2 separate regions of the Capsicum annuum genome follow, and region 1 is linked to region 2. The links are chromatin contacts, called in public Hi-C maps. All regions are on one chromosome and are shown on one strand. Each heading gives the region's core, a stretch centred on a gene start, on an enhancer-like site or on the middle of the called end of the contact. The rest is flanking DNA. Distances are from core to core; before and after follow the strand shown. Region 1 holds the start of LOC107853514 (pentatricopeptide repeat-containing protein At3g54980, mitochondrial). Region 2 overlaps LOC107878110 (protein ACTIVITY OF BC1 COMPLEX KINASE 7, chloroplastic).

Region 1 (5,690 bases), core at 1,642-4,141, 200 kb before region 2:
ATTAGACAAAAATTAATGTATTGTGTGAATAATCTATAATAATGTATACGATAATAAATCAAATTTAGGCATGGGTATTAAAATGATACATATTTGTTAATGTATCGGAGTGATCAATCCGACATATTTTATTTGTATATATCGCAATGCAGTTGACCAGATACATAAATATACATATCTTTCTTTGTCGGAATATTTTGCTTTGAAGTTCACGTTATGATCTATGGCAAATCTGGTCATAACAGATACAAAAACAGCCTTGTTTTTGTAAAGCTGATCCACCTTAATCTCTGCAGTTTTGCAATCACCGATAACATTTTCAATTTTGTTTTTTGATATATACAATGAGTCAACATTTTTTGAGTCAATTACTGCAAGTGCTAGAACATCCGTTTTCAATCCTTCTACACAAATAATTGCACCAGTATCTACTTCAAATGTCCTTTCAATAAAAGATTTCTCCATTGTAGTTACGCACAACAAATACATTATAAATGAAACACTTTTTTCCAGTTTGACGTAAGGCTTCATGCCTTTGTTGTTGTGAATCACCATTGTTGAGGAATTTTCTTCTATGATGTCTCAAATATCAGTTTTCTTCATTGATTCGTCAATTTTTAAATCAGTTGCTAGGATTGAAATCAAATTTAACTACAAAATATTTTCACCGACAATAGTTTCCTCACTTTTATATTTTGCGTATTGAATATTTGATATCTAAACTCCAGAATGCCTCGACAAAATTGAAATATTCATTGAGTATTGTGTAGAAAACTCAAAAATTAAAAAAAAATAAAGATGGACAAATTAAGGAGAATTTTGTTGAAGGAGCTTGATCGTGTGAAAGAATTTTGAATTTTTGAAGCTGTTGCATTTATTCAGGCAAAATCTGTTATTTTTGAAATCTCTTATTTTGGTAGCTATCTATCATGATCGGTATGTCGGCGCCTATTTAGGTATCTTGATAACTAAAATATTAGAATTTTCTACAGACATGCAAATAGTCAGAATTTCTATAATTAGACACCAACTTGAGATTTTATGTTATTTATGCTAAAACATTTGCTCAATGGGCCAATCCATGGTATATTAGGATAAAGCCGTAGCTTTATTATAGTAGGATAAACAACTTTTGTGGTTCTTTGGACTATTTTATCCTTAGTTAATTACAAAATTTAAGGATATTAAAGTCTTTGATATTTGAGGGGTGTTTTAATTTTTAACATTTAGAGAAAATTATTCGTATTTTTATAATAGAAAGACATAGATAGATAGATGTATTTATTGTGCTGATCAACTCCACATTGAGATGTATTATAACTATATATAATTGTATATATGGGAGAATCTCTCGTTTTGGTAGTCCTAAAATTTTAAAACATACTTAATAAGGATAATTTCATATGTTTTACTCTTAATATATTAAGTTCTTAAGTTATTTTTCAAGTTAAAAAACCAAGTAAAAATGAATTAAGAGAGTACCTTTTTCTCTCTCTTTTCATTTTACTTACCCTTATACTAAAAGTAAAATTTTTGTTTTACTTATTATTTTAGTAAATAAATAGAGGTTTATTATTTTCTTCCAATATTACTCTTTCTACTAAGTAACTATACAACATAATAGTTGTCAATCATACACTTTTGAAAAAAATACCCAATTACCTCCTGAACTATACTCAAAAATGATATGACACACCTCAACTTAAAGGGAGTCCTATTACCTCCTGAACTAATTAAAAGTGTAATTTTGACACCCTTAGTGCCTACGTGGTGCCTATGTGGCACACACGTGTGCCTACGTGGATATTTCAGTGTGTTGGACCACGTATGTACTACGTAAGCACCACGTAGACACTAAGGGTATCAAAATTACACTTTTAATTAGTTCAGGAGTAATAGAACTCCCTTTAAGTTGAGGTGTGTCATAACTTTTTTGGGTATAGTTCAAGGTGTAATTAGACATTATCTCTACACTTTTAAATCATAACTGTTGAGATAAATAAACAAACTCCTATTACATAACTTCTTATTAATAGGAAGACCAAATCAATAAATATAAAATAAAATGAAACGGATAGAATGCATATTTACTTTTTTACATTTTGATAAAATTTGTGCAACTTTAAAGTTACAGTCTCATTTTCAATCAAAGTATTTATTATTTTCTAATAATACTTATGCTCTTTTTAGATGCGTGTTTGGTACAAACATGCTTTTTATGAAAAATATTATTTTTAAAGTATTTTTCAAAAAAATTAGTGTGTTTCTTACTTATTTTCTTATATTTGGTATGTTAGTAAATTATTATTTAAAAACTATTTATATATAATTTAGATAAGTACTATGAGAGGGGATGTATGGGGTGGAAGGGATAACAACTATCGGTGTTATGAAGACAAGGTATATTAAAGAGTGAATGGCTCAATGAATGTAAAATATAAAAAAGATATTATTTTCCTACTTCTACGAAGTTCTTTTTATAAGTCTAAAAAAACTTATTTTTCTAAAGAAAATATTTTTTTTTCAAAAATCTATCAAATATGAAAAAAAATTTAAAACATTTTGAACACATCATTTATATATTTTAAGTTGAATTATATGTCTATTCATATTTGCTAATTATCCTTCATACTTTCTTTCTCATAAATAAAGTCATTTAAAAGTTATCCAAATATAACGAAAAAATTTTAATAATCATAATGACTTATCACTCAAGACATAATCAATGTATCACTAAAATAAATTAATTATACAATAGAAATGTGACTTAAGTCATTTTGATTTTAAAATTAAATTTTATATTCTTTGTGATGAGTTTGGTTCCGAATTTAGCACGGACCTCATGCATCTAGTTTGGATATAAAGTTATAAATAGAAGTTAATCAGCTTTCCCAATTTTTCATTTGGTATGGATTATGATATTGATATTACTAATATCTTTGCAACCAAAAATTTAAAGAAACACCAATGTTAGTAACTTGTTAAAATTGCACCAACTAACCAGTGATCAGCCTAGGAACTTTGGAATTGCATCTTCTAGGGTTCAGCTAACTTGACTTCTCCTGCTCACTTGTTTCCAAGTTACTCCCTTGGTCCAAATCCTCCTTGAAAATTCCAAAACTATGTGGAGGGTTTTTCATAGGAAAATCACAAGATGTATTGAACAAACTACATTTCACAGACATAATTGCAACTCTCAGCTTCCACAAAACAACCAAATCTTGGTCCAAGAACTCACCCAAATTCTTAAAAACAAGAAGTGGAAAAGGCTCATTCAATCCTCAGGATTAAAAAAGAAGCTAAATCCAGATGTGGTTCGCTCTATTCTTCATCAACATCAATTGACTAACCACCTTGAACGCCTTCTCAGTTTCTTCCAATGGTCAAAACACAAAGTGGGTATTCAATCAGATTTGGAAATTCATTCATTTCTAGCTGTCCTTTTATGTAGTAACAATTTGTATGGTCCTGCTAGTTCTGTTCTTGATATTGTGATTAAATTCGGTTTACCCCCTTTAGATGTTGTGAAATCTATTGATAATTGTCGTAAAGAATTGGATGAATCAAGAAAATTTGATCATATCATATTTGGGTTGTTGATGGATAAGTACAGAGAGAAAAAGTACTTGTTTGAAGCTGCTAGTGTTATTTTTGCTCATAATAAAGATCTTGATTGTGTCCCTAGCTTGTTCTGTTGTAACCGTTTGTTGACGGATTTGTTGAAAGATAGTAACTTTAGATTGTTTTGGCGAGTTACTAATTCAATGAGTGAAGCTAATATTACCTTCAATGCAATTACGTATACTAGTATGGTGGATGCTCATTGTAGAGAGGGGAATTTTAGTGATGCCAAGAAAGTATTGGCTGAGATGGAAGAGAAGGGCTTTTGTTCAAATATGTTTACCTATAACATTTTGATGAAGGGGTTGTTTAGAGCTGAGCATGTGGATGAGGCAATTCAGCTTAAAAAAAGCATGTTTGCCAAGTCATTAGTTCCTAATCGATATATTTATACCACATTTATTGACGGGCTTTGTGCTGCAAATAGATTTAAAGAGGCAATAATGGTATTTGCTGAGATGACTGAGCGGGGAGTGAAGCTTGACTCAGTTGTTTATGAAGCTTTACTAGATTCTTACTTGAGAGATGATGTGGATGAAGCTTTTAAAATGAAGGATATAAAGGATGCTAAAGGCATTGATTTAAACCTTTGCAATACACTTCTTCGTGGGCTCTGCAAGTGTGGTATGATGGAGAAGGCACACAAACTTGTGGGTGACATGACCGGAGAAGGTATCAAGCCTGATTTGACAACTTATACCTTGTTGATTGAGGGACATTGTCAAGGGGGTAATGTCGCCACTGCCTTGGAGCTTCTTGAAGAATTGAAGAAGAAAAATCTGGCCTCTGTTGAGTCAACGTATTGTATAATTACTGATTGTCTCTGCCGCAATAAGGATACGGACTCAGCTATGTCTTCTCTTTCAGACTTGATAACGAAGAATGGCAAGCAAAATGCTCTTACCTGGAGAACTTTGTTTAAAAATTATTCTCGTAAAGGTTACTTAGAGCAGTTGAGGAGGATTTTGGAGGCTATTGATGTCAGGTGATTATTCCAGCTACTCCCCATTACAATACTCTTATAAAGGGCCTCTGCGGGACACGGGAGATGAAAGCTGCTCAAAGTTGCTTGGTTGAAATGCTGGATAGAGGCCTAAAACCTGACCAGGATACTTATGAAGCCTTCGTTATTGGATATTGTGGAGAAGGGGAGTTGCAAAATGCAGAAAGATATTTATTTCAGATGCTGCATCATGGGTTTAAGCCCAACGGAGGAATTTATAGTGCTTTGATCAGTGTGAACTGCAAAAGTGGTAAGGTAAACGAAGCCTTTGGGGTATTTAGAAGTATTCTTGCTATGGGGGTTTTGGAAGTGCGTGACGCCTATCTTATTCTCTTTTATGGTCTCTTGGTGAACGAAAAAATGCTAGAAGCAGCTGAAGTCATATCAGAACTTCATGGCAAGAATCTGGTTGCTGATGTTTCCTCCTATAAATCTCTCATCTGTTATTTTGTTCTACACTCTGAGATTGAAAAGGCCTTTACCCTTTACAAGGAACTGGAAAACAGAGGTATCCGTCCCAACTTACGGACTCACAATCTCTTGATTGATGAGCTGCTTAATGCAGGTCAAACTGAGAGAGCTAAAATGATATTCAGTATCATCTTAAAAAAAGGCTTGGGACCAAATAGAGCGACATACACTACCATGATATCTTGTTTAGCTAAAGGAGGACAATTGTCCGAGGCATATGGCTTGTTTGACTCTTATGATACTTAGGGGGCTTTCTCGGTATAGGAGCATTTATAATGTTCTCTTTGATGGATGCTGTAAAACTGGGAACTTGCAGAAAGCTCAGGACTTGCTTCAGGAAATGTTGCAAATGGGAATAGGTTCTGCTAAAGCTTTTAACACATTGATTGATAGATTCTTGAAGAATGGAAATGTGGTGGAAATTAAGCAGCTTCTGAAAAAGATGACAGAGGGATGCATTGGATTTGATCAGGACACGTATACACCGCTGATTGAGCAGCTATGCAAGGATGGACTAATGGAGGAAGCAGAAATGCTGATATCAGAAATGCAAAAAAGGGATCTCGTACTTAAGGATGCAACTTACAGTAGAATT
Region 2 (5,478 bases), core at 1,735-4,234:
TGTACTTGACCTGAAATTGTGTAAAAGTACGTAAGCAGGTTATACAAGCAAATCGGATATATTTGTGTGAAAAATAGTTGTGGCTTATTCTATTAAAATAAATCCTTTTGTACTTAAAAGTGTTTTTGATGCAAAATGAATAAAAAAACTTGGTGTCATTTGTTGAAATGAAAAAGCAAATTATTATTTGCTAACTCTACTATGGAGGTTGAACTAATTATTTTAGTTTCAACTGGTGAAAAAGTGAATTAATTAATCACTTTATTTTGAGAAATTGATTTATCTAGTTTTGAGTTACTATGATAGCACCAAAATTTATTGGTAGAGTATAAATTATTATTATAATGATAAATTCAGACAATAAGAAGAAAAACACAATATTGTGAGATCATATTGATCAATGTTATACCAATATTAATTGTGTCAACTTTGTGATAATCTTGTAGATTTGAAACTAATGCCTTAGCAAGAAAATGGTCTGAAGCACATCGAGCTGGAAGGAATTCAAGCTCAAAAATTTCTAAGTCATATATGAGGAAACCTAACCTGGGGACTAGAGATCGTATAACCAGGTTCAATGGAAAGAACAAATCATATGATGACTTATTGTGAATGCACTATTATTTTATCCCTCCCTATGATGTAAACGCATTTTGTTTCTATAATGATTTGTGAAGGTTAAGTCTAAGAACTCTTAATGAAATTCTGTATCTCGTATAAGTAGGATGTTAGAATTATAGGACTACCTTTGAAATATTTGACCTATGTGAGTGTGGAAGTTGGCCGCCTCCTATGAGAATTGGGCTTATTCTCAAAAACGCTCATAAAAAATGGGGATAGCACATAGCCGTTATGTGCTGGATATTAAAACTTCTGTCAACACCTTGATTGTTATGTATAAGCAGTGATACTTTATTTCTCTTAAGCAATCATAGTTCAAGTCTGAGACCACTACTAACTCTGGAGTAAAGTTTGTTGTTTTACTAAGTGAAGGTTCAATGCAGAGCACACGTTCATTATGTGCAATAGTCTCCCTTCTACTAAATTGGTGAACTTTCTTATTTGAAGATTAAAATGAGTGAGGGAATGTTGGTGTATTTTAATATTAAAACTAAATTGCATGATAATTGATGGACATAAAGTGAAGATAGTGGTGTCATTATATTTTGATAACTCTTATAACTTCTAATACTTTATTTGTCCATTATCGACCGTATTATTTTGTGTCTTTAATCTTATGCGTTAATAGTAAGAAGTGACCATAAATTTCTTGTAACTACTACCATTATTCTACCTCTTTATGTATTGTAACTCATATAACATATGAAATTCCTAAAACATTCTTCTTCCTCACTTAATACCCATTACTTCCTCATTTACTAGATGGAAGAGTACTACATCTATATAAATGATATTTTCTTCCTTGTATTATTTATATTTTCTTCCTTGTATTAAAGTACATATGAAAAGAGATGAGTGGTAGTACATTATAAGTGACAAGAAGAAGATGATAAGAGTAAATGTAGTTGTGAAAGAGAGAGCTGAGATAAAAAAAATATTTTAAGTCTTCAACTATATTCACTATACAAAAGAGAGTAAATATATTAGTGAAAGAAAGAGTTGAGATAAAGAAAATATCCTAAGTCTTCAACTATATTCACTGTATAAAAAAAGAGTTTTAATGTGTTGAAGGAAGATGTTCTTACGGTGGAGCTTTGGATTCTTCAACTAATCCTGAATTACTTGATTTATACATCATTGATCGACTGTTTTATCCTGGAGGGGACAAATCATGAGATATACTGGATCGGTGTAGATTATGCCGCAGTGGGCTTGAATTTCCTTCAAGAGAGCGAGATATCCACGCCTCAGCCAAGAAGAAAATTATTTTATTTCTTCACTTCTTACATTTTCAACTGTAATTTAATTATTGTAGTATATTACACCTACATATTCTTTCTTTTACTTGCGTGACATAAGGTGATTTACGACTTACCATTCACCTATTATATCATATATGCACACTGAATGAGGTTTCTCTCCACAAAACTCTTAATCTCATCATCTCTTATTTGGTTTCGTATGCTTAGAGTACTTTCTTTTCTAATTAATGAGGGATGTATGAGATGCCGAAATGACATTAATAATAACATTGTCGATGTTTGCTAGAAGTTTCATTTTTCAACTCTAGTCATGTTTAAACTTCAAGGTATAGTCCTGAGGAGATCTGTTTGCTAGTGTGATTCTTCAACAAATTTAGTGAATTTTTAGTTTGAGTTCTAGATTTTAGAGACGGCAGATTACGTATCTTGATAAATTATTTATATAGATTGAGTGAACCTCTAAATACAGATACATGCTTTGAACTGAAGCTATCAAATTTTGCTGATCTCATCGGTGAAGCTCTACCCCCGCCGAGTACTTTGACAATTGCAGAGTAGGCAAACCCATGTGAATCTTAATGTGATTTGTCTCTCACCAGGTTCCTCTTCACTTGCACCACTAAAGATTTGGATATGAGACTTGTCATCGACTCGTATATACACACACACACAACATAGGCAGTTGAGCAAAACACAAAGGCTCCACAAATGCACAAAGCTTTCCTTTTTCTTTTTCTTTTTGCTCACTCTATAGTTAGAACTATAACAAAAATCTTGAGACAATTGGATTCGAAACGACTCCACCCATTCTGCCTTCAACATCTGCTGGCGTTGCAATAGGTCATTTTGTATTAACCGGAGCAAGTGCTTATAGCTGTTTGATCAAATCATTTTCACATCCCCCCTACCCAACCTACACTAAATCAAAAAAAAACCATACATTGGGATCATTGAGTAATCCAGGAGAGTAATTGGCAATATACATGCACTCCTTCATTTGAAGCATAAATTTTATTTGTTGCTATACAAATATATGAACATGATTACAAATACAAGGAACATTCCTATCCTCCTTCCCAATTTAACTTTGGTACAAGTATGTGTGTGCACCACAAAAAAAAATGGTTCCTAAATATGGCAAGAAGTCACGTTTTGGCTCCCTGGCCCCTCCCTCTCCCCAACAAAATAACAAAAAGAAAAAAGAAAAAAATGATGCCAAAAGAAGGGGTGGGAGGGAGGCAATGTATAATGACTTAAATCATTTTTTCAAATTTATCAAGTTTGTTCACTCTTTGCATGGACCTAATCAAGAGAGTCAGGAAAACACCTGCATACAGAAAGATAAGGTCAATTTTTGGCAGCAAAAACAAGTGCAATTCAAATTCATCAAACCTGAAGATAGTCCATAAAATGTACCTGCACCAATAAAGGATCCATTTGCAAAAATTTGACTGCCTTGACTGCTAAAAGTGACACCAAGGTTTACGAGGGTACCCCCTATAACTGTGTACATGGTCGCCATTTGAAGAATTGTAGCTTTCCGAGCTGCTCTCTCAGACTTCGACAGATCACAATTTTCAAGAAGTATGGGAAAGTGAAATGATTTGCATGAGACTAATTGTCAGAGAAGGACAATTAATGTAGATCATAGATTGTCTAAGACTATAAGCTCATTAACCAAATCGAATAATTGATGCAAGCCACACTGATTTCTAGTAGACTAATTACCTCGAGGACCCGAACTCTGAGTTTCAGATCTCCGGACTCAAGCTGCTTGACGATCTCTTCTATCCGCTGAACTCTGTAAGGCATGGAGATGGTGGATGTCCGTGCCTGGAAGAATTTCACATAAGATGGTATATACATCACTCAAGCTTATTTGATCGGATCATAAAACAAGAAACTGTTGAGAAAAGGTTTGTTAGGGTACATCATCAGCCTGTTTCCTTATTTCCTGAACAAGTTGTGGACCACTGCGCTGCTTCTGTCTCAAGTCCAGGAGTTCCTGCAGGACAGATTGAACAACTTTAGACAATAAAGGAGCTAAGATTTAATTGTCTGAAACGTTAGCTGTTTGACAATCTATCAACCTGTGCATATGGTGCTCCAATCTTTGGAAAGGAGAAATCAGGATCCAATATGTAGCCAATCCCTGCGAGAATGCAACAAGAGATGCAAACATTCAGTTCAATCTGTAAGGGGATATAACATCATAGCCACAAAAATGGAACTGTCAAAAAGGGAATTAATATCAAGAGTCTACACTGTTAAAAGTTAACGATCTTGACATTTATATTTAACTAATGGATGTTCCCTTGCTTTTCAGAATAAGAATGAGAGAGAGAGAGAGAGAGAGAGAGAGAGAGAGAGAGAGGGAGAGAGAGCACCTTCTAGCGTGGAAAATGCCCTGATCACAAATGTAAAAGTTGCAGGAAAACGGAATGGTTGATCAGTTGCTATAGCAAACAAATCCTGCATTATCTTCCTCTTGTTATATTGTGAAACACGCAAAGGTAGTTTGAACTGAAACTAATGCTCTACCTCATGAAATTTCAGTATTGTAGCTACAGCGGTTTAATTGTTTGAGTACACATTTTTGCAAGTCAGCTGAAAAGTCTAGTGAATGTGGTTCCAGGACACAGAGTGATAAGCTAATTAGTATTGGCGCATACATCTTATCTTGGAAGATATCTCATGATTGATCTTCCCAATCTCAGCAGATCTTCCATCATATCTTAGTATATCATAGTGATTTTGTTTCTAGTTAGGAGAAGATCAGCATTCTTTATTACTTGATTCTTTCCTTATTTAGTTTGTATTCTCTTGTATATACACACACATGTAAATGAAATCAAATAAGCTTCCATACTTGACTCAGCTTTATAATTAGAAGGCGAGGAATAAGTTTACCACTTGTCTTTCCCTTCTACTCAATGATTGAACAAAAGAAGATCATTTATTCTTTTTGTAATTAATCAAGGAGAACATTTCTAATTCTTAGAGAAATCTTTATTTGAATCAACTTCGTTTTTCCTCTTGCTCGTTCCTTATGCTGGCAGATGATTAAAAAGAAAAACACTACAGCAACCCATACTTAATTGGAATAGTTCATAACATTATTAAAACCCAACAAGCAACAGCCAACAGCTGGTGATTCAGAAAACCATTAAATTAATGTCCACATTCGCTGATTCTTTTGCTTATTCGTTGCTTTTTTAGTTTGTTTGCTGCTAACAATTAGTAAAACTAGATTCCATTTTATTAGCCACGTCTTAAGTTACCTAGTCTTTGACAGCTATTAATAACCTATCAAGTTCTTTATATCTAATACGCTGTTGTGCTAACTATTAAGGGTGGACGAAGAAAAATGCAAGCAAGTATGCATGGGACATGAGATTTAAGAATTTCTTCAGCCATGAGAATAACTTTTAGTTCCATAGTAGTGAGTAAAAAAGATATTGAAAAGCAAATCCCTCACATTTAACAAAATAATGAAACATATCAATATAATTTCGTAAATCTTGATGATTTAGGATCTTGACAAAGTGATTTCAAGCAAACAGGGATGCCATGAGATACTAGTCAATCTTCATAA

What was found. A called contact is a pair of places that touch in the nucleus more often than the background predicts.
Region 1: a contact with region 2 is called in a Hi-C map of leaf, with 2.1 times the contacts expected there. The contact joins the promoter of LOC107853514 here to the enhancer-like site in region 2. A contact is called at or near these places in 2 of 5 Hi-C or Micro-C datasets (leaf and placenta).

What each region holds. Positions count from the first base shown.
Region 1 is chr7:179,612,091-179,617,780 of UCD10Xv1.1, reverse strand. LOC107853514 (pentatricopeptide repeat-containing protein At3g54980, mitochondrial) reads left to right here and starts at 2,891. Exons shown (of 2, transcript XM_016698502.2): 1 at 2,891-5,690. The coding sequence starts at 5,313.
Region 2 is chr7:179,410,852-179,416,329 of UCD10Xv1.1, reverse strand. LOC107878110 (protein ACTIVITY OF BC1 COMPLEX KINASE 7, chloroplastic) reads right to left here. Exons shown (of 17, transcript XM_047415300.1): 13 at 4,271-4,355; 14 at 3,974-4,035; 15 at 3,814-3,888; 16 at 3,612-3,716; 17 at 2,310-2,801. The coding sequence ends at 2,766. Among protein-coding and RNA genes, the nearest start is that of LOC107878110, 20 kb to the right of the region's middle. Within about 2 kb of position 2,984, at least 5 of the 5 cell types and tissues checked have an H3K27ac peak or open chromatin away from gene starts, as enhancers often do. A contact at or near this core is called in leaf, where this site is marked.